3 separate regions of the Zea mays genome follow, and regions 2 and 3 are each linked to region 1. The links are chromatin contacts, called in public Hi-C maps. All regions are on one chromosome and are shown on one strand. Each heading gives the region's core, a stretch centred on a gene start, on an enhancer-like site or on the middle of the called end of the contact. The rest is flanking DNA. Distances are from core to core; before and after follow the strand shown.

Region 1 (3,526 bases), core at 288-2,787:
TTTTATTTTTTTATTGACATGTTGTTGCCGCCTGCCAGGCTGCATAGGAATGTAAATGGTACGGATATTATCTGTACGTATTTGAATTCGGTCCATCTAAAAGGGCTAAGACCTGATCTGTGTCCGAGTTCTGGTATTCAGTAACCGATTTGTATCCGATTTATATCTGTATCCATATAATCAAAGTCGGATATTTAAGATGTCGATATTCATTCAAATCTTATCCGACACAACTCAATAATATTCGTATCCGTTCTGAATCTAAAGAGTAAAAATGAAAACAAATATGGTATGAGTAATATCCGTCCGTATTCAATCCGATTACAACCCTATTGCTGCGTATGGTGTGTACTGAGGGTGGAGCTGGTGCAGGTTAGATCGGTTCGACTCAGGTGCTTGGTTTCCCTGACTACAATTTAGTATGTGTCATATCGAACATTTGAATGTCAACTATGGGTATTAAATATAGTCTAATTATAAAACTAATTACTGAGACGAAGACTAAACGGGTAATATTCTGCCAAATTCTTTTGCTTTTTTTTGTTTACCCGTCCGTTGGCATATATAACTATTATATCAGCTATGAGACAAAATCGCATGTGTAATGCTGCTACTGTGACAGAAAAGGTACAACTCATGTAAAGTTATAGGTGATAATCTATAAAGGGCCTTAACTGAACAGAAATGGTTATTCTATTGTTACTTTAGCTAACAATAATATCAGTATCACAAGTGGAAAAACGCTGTCACGACTCATGATTTTTTACGCCCCCTTTTATCCCCACCACTTTTGTTACGATTCTTATTGTGTATTTACTTTAATGTCTTTTATATTTGTCGTATCATTAGCACGGACACAGTATGCATCATCAGCCGCAACAATTCGCGCTGGGCCATTCAGCCGTTCCAAAATGTGTCTTGCTCATCCAAACACCAAGGTAGTGTTTGGTTGAGGAGCTAAGTAGAACGGAGCCGTTCCATCTCTAATTCTAGGAACGGAGCCGCTCTGTTCTGTGTTTGGTAATCTGGAACGGAGCGGTTCTGTTTTTTGTTTGGTTGCAGAGTGAACGGAACGGAGCGTGACTGTGAGAGCGGGATTGGAACAGAGCGGCTCCGTCCCATTGATTTTTTGGAGCGGAATGGTTCCGGATCTGAGGAGAATATTCCCTAATTGGAGCCATTCCGTTCTAGTTACTTTGTAACCAAACAACAACAAAACTAGGACAGAACGGTTCCGTTCTACTTGGCTTTTCAACCAAACACTACCCAAGTGGGCTGGTGGGGGAGAGAAACTGAGTCGGAAACTCGGAATAGACCGGTCTACATGCGGCACGCGCCAAGTGGGCTGAAAGCGCGAAACACAAAGCGGCCCACGACTCGCTTGATGGTGACGTATAATAGAGCCGTTGGGCTCGATGCGCTCGCTCGGCTTTGCTCTGACACTTTGAAGCGGCACCGCGCGCCGTGCGGTACTCCGCGTCATCCGCGCTTCATTTTCTACCCTCCCCTCCACTACCGCCGACTCCGTGGCGACATCCTGAGTCGGAGCGCCGTGCTCGTCCGGATTCGAGACACCGAGCACAACGCGAGCTCTTTCTGTAGGTATATTTTCAAGATCTGGTCCTCCGTTTGCTTGTGCTCTGCGAATTATGGCGATGCTTTCGTTTCGTGTCCCATTGCCACACGGGTGTGCTCCCATGCGCTCTCCGGAGGGCCATCTGTTTCGCCTCTTTAGTCGGCATGAGCTGGTTTGAGTGGCGCAGTGGTTTGTCTGGTCTGCTGTTGTGCTGTGTCGAGAGGCAACGTCTAGGGTTTGCGGAATCTGTGACCAGTTCTCACACAGTTTTTCCGGTTTTAGCTGATTATTCCCAACCGATTTTCGGATTCAGTTTTGCGGGATGGCAAATTTCCTGTTTTTCTTTAGCGCACTTCATAGTTCATATGACATCGCAAATATCTCTGTACAGCATTTTTGTTGGGTTGGGGAGGGGGATGGGATAAAGAATTTAAGGTACCTGGCATTTTGTCATACTATTGTGAAATTCTGGTGGATGTAAAACACTGGATTTATCTTGCACAGGTTGGCCCTAATTCATGTATATTTCCACAAGTAGTTTTTTTAATTATTTTTTAAGTAATTAGTATGTATTCGTGATTGGATAGTTGTGAAGTACCTTGTGGCATATTACTAGGGGATATAAGTATGAGTATGACCATATAAGTCGATGTTTCCTACTCTTGGATAACATTGTATAGTACTACCCTAGAAGTTCACCCATGTACTTCTGTGCATTCAGGATTTGTGTTTGTAGCATATTACTTATGGTCCCATTCTTGTAGTGTTCGGAGCTGAAAATGAGTGAGGTGAATAATACTCAGCTGGACCTTGAGAAAGGATTTTCTCAAGTGTCTCATGATAATGATTCGAGTAGCCCTGTAACGGTGCACAAGATGAAAGTTGAGACAGAAGGTGGAAGTGAAATCGAATCACCCACTCCAGAAAAACGTGAATCTAGAAGCAAAGGGGTCGTTGTGAGTTCACTGGCAAGGAATTTGCTTGCAGAGAGGTACAAAGACAGACTTGCAAATCAGCTGGTGGAAGATGAGAGTGAGACAGATGATGAAGACTATAATGAAAGTGTTTCGCCTAGTGGTAGCCGATCTCTTTTTTTAGAAAGCATTGAACTTCTTGAGAAGTGAGTCATTTTATTATCATCTCAATATCTCATGCATATGTGTGCTGCCTAGCCATGGTTATTCACCTTGTCTTTCTTATTCACAATGGAAGACACAAGGATTTGCTGAATCTTTTCAATAGAATGGAGAGTTCTATAAGATTGCTTCACCTACGGAAGAAGATGGCTACATTTAATAATATTGCCACCCAGGTGGAGATACTCACAAAAAGGTAGTAACGATGATGAAAGTATCTATATGGATTATTAGTTTTGCTATTTGTTTATTTGTTGCAGTTGGATGATAGTCTTTCTGCATTACAGGAAGTTATTATACAGCCATTTGGCCCAGATGAAGCATTTGTTCCCAGAAGCAATCCAGATAAAGAGGATACTAGTACATGACGAGAAGAGCATATGCATGTATGCTGATATGGAAATCACACTTGTAATGGATGTTGTGGAATGCACAAGCCCTGATCACTCTCTATCCATGACAATTTGTGAGGCTTTTTACTCAAAGCTTTTGAGATTTTTGGATGCTCATCATAAGGTACTAAACTTAATTTAGTTAGCCCTTGCTCAGTTAATTGATAGATGTTCACTGTATGATATTCCCTTAATTTGTTAAGAGCATTTCAACTGAAGTTCTGTCTTATCATTTCTAGTGAACCTATATAGTTATTTGTTCTTTTTTAGGGGTAGACCTGTATGCACTTTTGATTTTGTTAGTCTTCAGGCCATGATAAATTGATGATTCACTCGGCATTCTCATTGCAATTGTTAATTATGCAGGGTGCAGACATTCCTGAGGCAATCCTACCGGAACCCTTTAACTCAAGGCCAAGGGA
Region 2 (3,526 bases), core at 325-2,824, 190 kb before region 1:
GAATTTTTCTGGTAATCAGCGTGACACTGTCATCAATGTTTAAGAGAATAAATGTGAAAGATTTGACCTCCAAGGTTTCAGTCTATACCAGTACTACAAGTGATGACTTTGACAGCTTACCATTTGAGAGAATACATGAATTTTTGTGTGTACACTGCTGCTCCAGAAAGGAATTGCATTTCATGCTGGCATAGTGTACAATTGCAATATGCCCTTCCCATTAATTCTGTTTTTGGGAATGTCCTTGTTGGATTATTTGCATAGTCACAATATATATAGGGAATAAAAATGATGTGACATCTGTAATTTAGTTTCAGTGCTATTTTTTATGTACAACTTGATATATATCTGAAATTAATTTCTTTTTGAAGTGATTTCCAAACTTGATCACTGTCAACGTGAATCATTCTTATTCTTTCAGTAGTCACTGCAAACAGGTTGAATCATGGAGGCCTTGCATTTTTTCTTCCTCATTTATTGTTCAAGAGGTGGACGAGACGTCTCTTTTAACAAAACTGGGCGACGACACTTAAATTGATTAAGTGCGGTGCACCGATGTTATAGGTCATTGTCTCGTTGTTTTCTGATGACCAACAAGGACAAGGAAAAGGTGGCCAGTGGCCTGCCAGATCGGAATTTGCTGTTTACTCTTTTGATCTGACGAAATCGAATCAGAATAAAAGAAAGCTCTGCACTGTTCATCGAGAGCATCCATAGCAAGAGGAAGCGGCTGAGGTTGGCTCGGGTGAGCAACATGGCGGAGAAGCTGACGCCGGAACAGGTGGACGAGTGCAAGAAAATCTTCGACCTGTTCGACACTGACGACGACGGCAAGTCGCCATCCCATCGAACTCCTATCCACCGCGCGCGCACTCCGAGCCTCACTCAACTCATATGTGCGTGCGTGCTTCTTTGTTGCTCCCGGCCGGTAGGCTTGCAGGTCGCATCGCCACGGGCGAGCTCGTGACGGCGCTGCGCTCCCTGGGCCAGAACGTGGACGAGGCGGAGGCGTGGCACTTCCTGGAGGACGCGGGCGTCGCCGCGGGCACCGGCGACATCGGCCTCGCGCCCTCGCGGCGTTCCTGGCCGTGGCGGCACGCAAGATGGGCGCCAGGCAGTCGGAGGCATGCCTCGCCGAGTGCTTCGATGTGTTCGACGACGCCTGCAGCGGGTCCATCCCCGCGGAGCAGCTGCGTCAGGTGATGGTGAGCCACGGCGACCGGCTCACGGAGGAGGAGGGATTGCGGCGGGGTCGCGGGCGAACGGACTGCGCCGATTTTTGCGGTGGGTGGAGGGGAGCGGGGGCAGTCTACGGTTGAGACTTAATAGTCAGTAGAGATTTAGAGTTTTAGGAGAAAATTCGAATTACAAATAGTCCGAAAGATTATAATAGACTTTTTTCCCGTTCGTATAAAAGCCTGGACCAGAACCAGTTCAAGCCCTGGGCCGGCTTGGTGATGTTCTGTGCATGCTCTGAAAGGCGTTCGGCCCGGCTGAAAGGGCCCGTCGAGGCCCAGCAGGAATTTCTCGGCCCCTTTCACACACCAAAAAAAAAACCAGGTGAGGAATCTACCAATTGATTTTCTTCACCCGTCCACCTCGTCTTGCGCTCCTCTGTCTCGGCGACGACTGTGCTACCGCCGCCGCCGCCGCAAGACTTCGTCGGGCACTTTGCCGGCGACGATTTCCCACCAGGTATACTACCCACCCTATTTTCCCTTACTTCTGTGCGAAAAACCGAGGACCCAATGACCCTAACTTAAGCTATCTAGCTATTTCTACTCGGATCCGATCTATTTACAAGCCCAACAGGATCAGAGGAGGTGATGGCGAGGAGTGACAGCTGCCTGGCGCGCGTGGGTGCCGGAATTGCTATCGGTGGCGCGGTCGGCGGAGCCGTCGGTAACCTTCGTCCCTAAACCCCTAAACACTAGGCTTGCAGCATCAATCCGTCCGTGCGAGCCGCTTCACCCGTCGGTGTTTTTTTTTTTGGTTGGAAGTAGATTAGTGTGCGATTTCAGGAATCTTCTCGAGCTAGCTAGTAGCTACATCCCTGGTTTGTGTGGTTAGCTAGCGGCAGATGTAATAACTAGGTGGCTTTTGTTAAGAGTTACTAGTGCTTAGGTAGCATCATCTGGAGGTGGAAGATATCGATGCTCGAGTTGGAGTTTGTTTGCCCCCAATTGCTTGTGCTCTAAGGGCTGTTGCTGATTCGGTCTGCCGTGGTTTGGTTAACTTCCTGCTGGTGCTTAGAACTTGGGATGGAAAATGTAAGATTTTGTATTTGCCTTTGATTTGACTGAATGAATGACTTCTAATGTCAAAGGCTTGTTCAATGCCACTTTGGAATGTACCGATTAGTATATTCCTGATTTGGATTCCATTGTAGCGTCAAGATGACAGCATTTGGAATTGTCTGTATGTCGAGTTACTGGTATTTGCTGTCATAAAGTTATCCTTCCGCTTGGTGATTTTGTACTTAGCTCGTGGAGAGAGTACCGGTCACAAGGACTTAAGGGTCAGATATGGTCGTGTATTAGGCTACCAGTCTCTGACTGTCTTATCTTGATAGTCATTACTCGGGTTTTGTAAGTCAGAAAAGATGTGCCTGTGGAAAGTTACTTTTGTTGATATTTTTACGGGATCTGTGTTGACCAGTGCTTCAAGGATGTACCTAACATGCTTGGCTTGCTTCTTTCGTGCAATAACTCTTATGCAATTGTTGCTTTCAAGATGTATCTCAAACAGAGTTGCTTATATTCCCTCTGCTCACTAGAAAGTGTTTAAGGGAGCCTAATTAGCATGCATGCAGTCTTTTCTGTCCTAAATCTCATTCTTGTATGAGGGAGTTGGTAGATCTCAAAGTGCTCTTGTACCCACGTGCTTCCTAGGATATGAATGTCACAGAAATAAATGGTATATTTTTCCTTCTTTCTGACGCCATAGCATGAGTACCAAGTTACTAAGGGGGTGTTTGAATGCACTAGGACTAATAGTTAGTTGGCTAAAAATTTGCTAGTGGAATTAGCTAACTAACAAATAGCTAGCTAACTATTAACTAATTTACTAAAAATAGCTAATAGCTGAACTATTAGCTAGGGTGTTTGGATGTCTCCAACTAATTTTAGCCGCTAACTGTTATCTCCACTGCATTCAAACACCCCCTAATTGGCATGTTTTTCCTCCTTCCTCTGCAGGTGCTTGCTATGGAACTTTTGAGGCGTTCAGATACAAGGTACGCATACACTTTTGCGTTATTATATACAAAATTGCATTGTGGTAGGGCTTCTATTTCATTTCACTTCCAATATTTGGTTTTTGTGTCATTTTCTCATGACCAACAAATTTCATAAACTTTTGGATACTGATGCATCCAAACAGACTAGGAAATAAACTAGAATTTTCGTGCGGCGTTGCCGTGCACGCTGTTTTATTTCTATTGTATTTTTATCTTTGTGTAGTTTCTAACAGAAAGTGCTTATATTTTGTTTCCTCCGTTTTCTCGGGGCTCGGGGGCGGAACCAAG
Region 3 (3,526 bases), core at 387-2,886, 150 kb after region 1:
AAACAAAAAGTATATGCAAGTATGATAACTCTTTCGCAGCTGAAGGTAACAACTGAAGTGCTGGAGGCAAAGATCAGCATCAATTTCTTAGTCTGGTGATTCACTTCATTAAAGCTAAAATTTCCATGTGTTTCATGGCCAAAGTCAATGCAACAGCATATATGCTCTAAGACTTAGTTAAAGGTAGACAGCTTTTGCGAGGATAATGTGGCTGATAACACTGATATTAGCAATACATTTGCTATGGCAACAGATGTTGCATGGCTGTCTGGCCAAAGATTGTTGACTAAAAATTGGTCCATTTCTGTTTTGTGGAAGCCATCAAAACTTTGGATGCACGATAAGCCCTACTGTGTGAAGCAACAAAGATAAAAGGTAACACCTATTTTGCTATCCAAACACAGTTGGCAGCTGGTATGGCTATTATCTCAAAATCTGTGATGTTTCAACTACAGAATCAGATATAACCTATATGAGTCAGCCAACCCCATCTGCTGACTTTTGTAGAGTGAAAAAATCTAGACAATGTTATGCACTTATATGGATTATACTACACCCTAAACACACCAAACAGCAGGAACATAATGCTACTATTTAATTCAGAACAATGAGTAACAGTCGGCATAGAAAGAACAAAGAGACTGGCACCACATATCAAACAAACATGATCAATTTTTTGTTCTACTATTTTTTACTTCTGCACTGAAGACGACAACAACTGTACAAGTTCTAAAGTTTGGTCATTACTAATGCAGTGTCTGTTCATTTGAAGTCCATCAAAGCACATCATAAGCCTAGCAGCACCTTGTTCTATCAAACAGACGAGTCAGGCATTCATTGGTTCAAAGACATAGCCATCATTTTTTTTTTTTGAAACTAGCCAAACATCAGGGTAACTAGTAAGGTATGTTCATTTCACCCAGTATATACTTATCTTAAATCATGGCTTAGTGGAGCAAAGGTCTCACCTGCACTGTGCGGCAATCTTCCCCTTCCCCATCTTCAGATCATTCCTCACAACCAACACCTACAACCAAAGAAACAACCAACACAACAGAGCATCCTTTAATTCTATCCCTACCCCAAAACACCATCCAACAAACCAGATTGGTAGATGTCTGAAATAAATCTGCAGTACCATTTTGAAATCTTCTATTATCTCAGCAAGGTTCTCGATCTCCAGGGGACTGGCCGCGGCCTGAGACCGGGACCTTTCCGCCTCCCTGGCAGAGTCGGACTTGGTCACCACGTTCCGTGCCCAGTAGAGCAGCCGGAGCCCGGCCCTCTTCTGCCCTCCCGCCCGCTTCGCCGCGCGACTGCGGCCGGAGTTTTCGTCATCATCTTCTTCCGAGTCATCCTCGGAATCGTCATCGGAGGTCCCTCCCGAACCTGGGCCGGCGGCGTGGCGCGGGAGGCGGGTGAAGGCCAGGAGGTAGCCGAGCGCGAAGCAGCCGGCGGCCCCGGCGACGGCGGTGGCGGCTGCTGGGAACGCGGCGGCCGTTGGGAACGAGAGCACGGAGGCCGACGCCCCCATCTAGATCGCCGTCGCCGGTCAGCGGCGGCGGCGACGGCAGCTAGGGTCTCACGACCGTGGGGTTCTGGGATTAGGCTTGCTCCTTGTCAAGAGAGAAGATTCTGACCTGCGGGTCCGCTTGGTATGATGTTTGTGGTGCAGCCTGTCAGCGTTCTAGCCAGCCAACAACACAAGCAAGCAAGTGCAGCCGAGGGGAGCCCAGCCTAGCCGATGGAACCCAGCCGAGCCAGACTCTACAGCCCTGCATCCGTGCGGCCGTGCGTGCGTCAACGCCAGTCAGTACGTCGCTGCCTTTCCTCTCCCGACTCCCGTTCACCACACTACTTTCCCTCGTGCGGCCGCCGCCCTACAACAGGTGCCCCAGGTCTTCGCTGCGCCATTCGCCAGCGACGAGCACCCAACAGGTACGCCCGTCCTTTGTCCTACCCTCCTGATGTGCGAAACCGAGCATCCAAACCCTAACTTAAGCTGTTTGGCTATTTACATTCGGATCTGATTCTAATCAGGGGTGTACATGTCGATGTTGCCTCTTTATTCGGCGCTAAGAAGTAAGAATGGTCGCTGTCTTATGTCCATTACGAAATAATTGGAATTTTGCCACTTGAAACGTTGTCTGCTTGTTACCCATATGTCTATGAATTGAGGTTGCTCTGTATCTATGAAATGTGGGGCTGATGGCAATTTTACGAACATGTTTCGTGGTGATGGAAAATATCAGATTCATCTAGAGTTAACTCTATTTCTCTCTCTCTCTCTCTCTCTCTCTCTCTCTCTCTCTCTCTCTCTCTCTCTCTCTCTGCACGCATCCAGTGCAAATGGTGCTCTTTACCTTTAGTTGGAGATTCTCGAATTTTTGCTTTCGCCGTTCTAATGTGTGCAATTAGATTTTCTTAAACTGAATCTATAGATCAGAAAGCTACACATTTGATCGATATTGGAGCAATTAAATTGCAAAAAGGTGAAAATTATCCAAGAATATGGGTTTAAAGTTTCAGTGCCATAAATCCAAAAACAACAATGAAGGCACAATGTATCTGAAACTCTCAACCAAAAACAGAATTCCTATTAGGAATGCTGAGGATTTTATAGCAAATAATTTGATACAATATGACTAAAACTAAATCCCTGTGTTCCAAATGAGTTCTTAATTATTTTTTGGTATTTTGATCAATTAGTACCATCCTGAAAGGCTGCAACACAACACCGTGAGATGTGACTTCTGCTGGTTATCTTGTTTTTCTCAGGCTCAGAAACATCGCTGACATCCACATGCACCACAGTAGTTCAGTAGAGTAGCTGTTGGAACCCACACACCGGCGATGGCAACTGCTCCTGTGACATCCTCCATGGCTACGAACTCCACCTGTGTGCGGCTGCCTAGCATGCCCCTGAGGCGTGCACCCGCCATCGTCTCCTTTGCCTCTCGTCGTACGCGTCCGTTGTTGCCTCCATTCCTTAACCATCAGTGACCTACTTGTCTTGATTTATTACTATTGTTTTTGCTTCGTGCAGCATGGTCAACCGCAATGACCTCATGTACTGGATTGTCGCGGCACTCTGATGTGGTTGCCGCCGCGGGGCACCAGAAGTTGATGGGGTCTTTGAACAACAACGAGGGACTCATGTTTGGGGTGGTGAGTTGAGCACTACTTAATCGAAAAGCGCCTATTCTTTTGCTATAGAATTGATGGAACAACGATGGAACCTTTGTGAACAAAAGGCATAGCTGTACTGATACGCTTTTCTTTAAAAAACAGTCGTTTTCTTGCATTTCCACACCTTTTATCTCTAATTGCACAATCCAATGACTGTATGGTTCTTTACTTGATTGTAGGTTGTGGCACGGTTCAACGAGGTCGTGACAAATTTGTTACTACAGGGTGCCCTGGAAACTTTCGAGCGATACTCTGTTAAAGCAGAAAATATAACAGTATGCATCTTATCTCTTCTGGTTGGTTGAAGTTCACTGTCATACTGATGTGTTAAGTGATT

What was found. Hi-C and Micro-C count contacts between places; a contact is called where the count stands out from the background.
Region 2: a Hi-C map of ear shows a contact between it and region 1, with 2.5 times the contacts expected there. The contact joins the promoter of LOC100272875 here to the promoter of LOC100383008 in region 1. A contact is called at or near these places in 2 of 25 Hi-C or Micro-C datasets (ear and tassel).
Region 3: a contact with region 1 is called in a Hi-C map of tassel, with 2.4 times the contacts expected there. The contact joins the promoter of LOC100283840 here to the promoter of LOC100383008 in region 1. A contact is called at or near these places in 4 of 25 Hi-C or Micro-C datasets (ear, endosperm, leaf and 1 more).

Annotation. Positions count from the first base shown.
Region 1 is chr10:147,970,135-147,973,660 of Zm-B73-REFERENCE-NAM-5.0, forward strand. LOC100383008 (CDT1-like protein a chloroplastic) reads left to right here and starts at 1,538. Exons shown (of 8, transcript NM_001175689.1): 1 at 1,538-1,602; 2 at 2,341-2,696; 3 at 2,789-2,908; 4 at 3,000-3,228; 5 at 3,471-3,526. The coding sequence starts at 2,356.
Region 2 is chr10:147,778,107-147,781,632 of Zm-B73-REFERENCE-NAM-5.0, forward strand. It overlaps LOC100272875, which reads left to right and starts at 1,575. Exons shown (of 4, transcript NM_001327982.1): 1 at 1,575-1,695; 2 at 1,773-1,902; 3 at 3,198-3,235. The coding sequence starts at 1,827. It also overlaps the pseudogene LOC103642941.
Region 3 is chr10:148,121,216-148,124,741 of Zm-B73-REFERENCE-NAM-5.0, forward strand. It overlaps LOC100283840, which reads right to left and starts at 1,637. Exons shown (of 7, transcript NM_001156738.1): 1 at 1,139-1,637; 2 at 969-1,027. The coding sequence starts at 1,534. It overlaps LOC100283301 (6,7-dimethyl-8-ribityllumazine synthase), which reads left to right and starts at 1,803. Exons shown (of 9, transcript NM_001369530.1): 1 at 1,803-1,938; 2 at 2,779-2,962; 3 at 3,047-3,168; 4 at 3,369-3,464. The coding sequence starts at 2,854.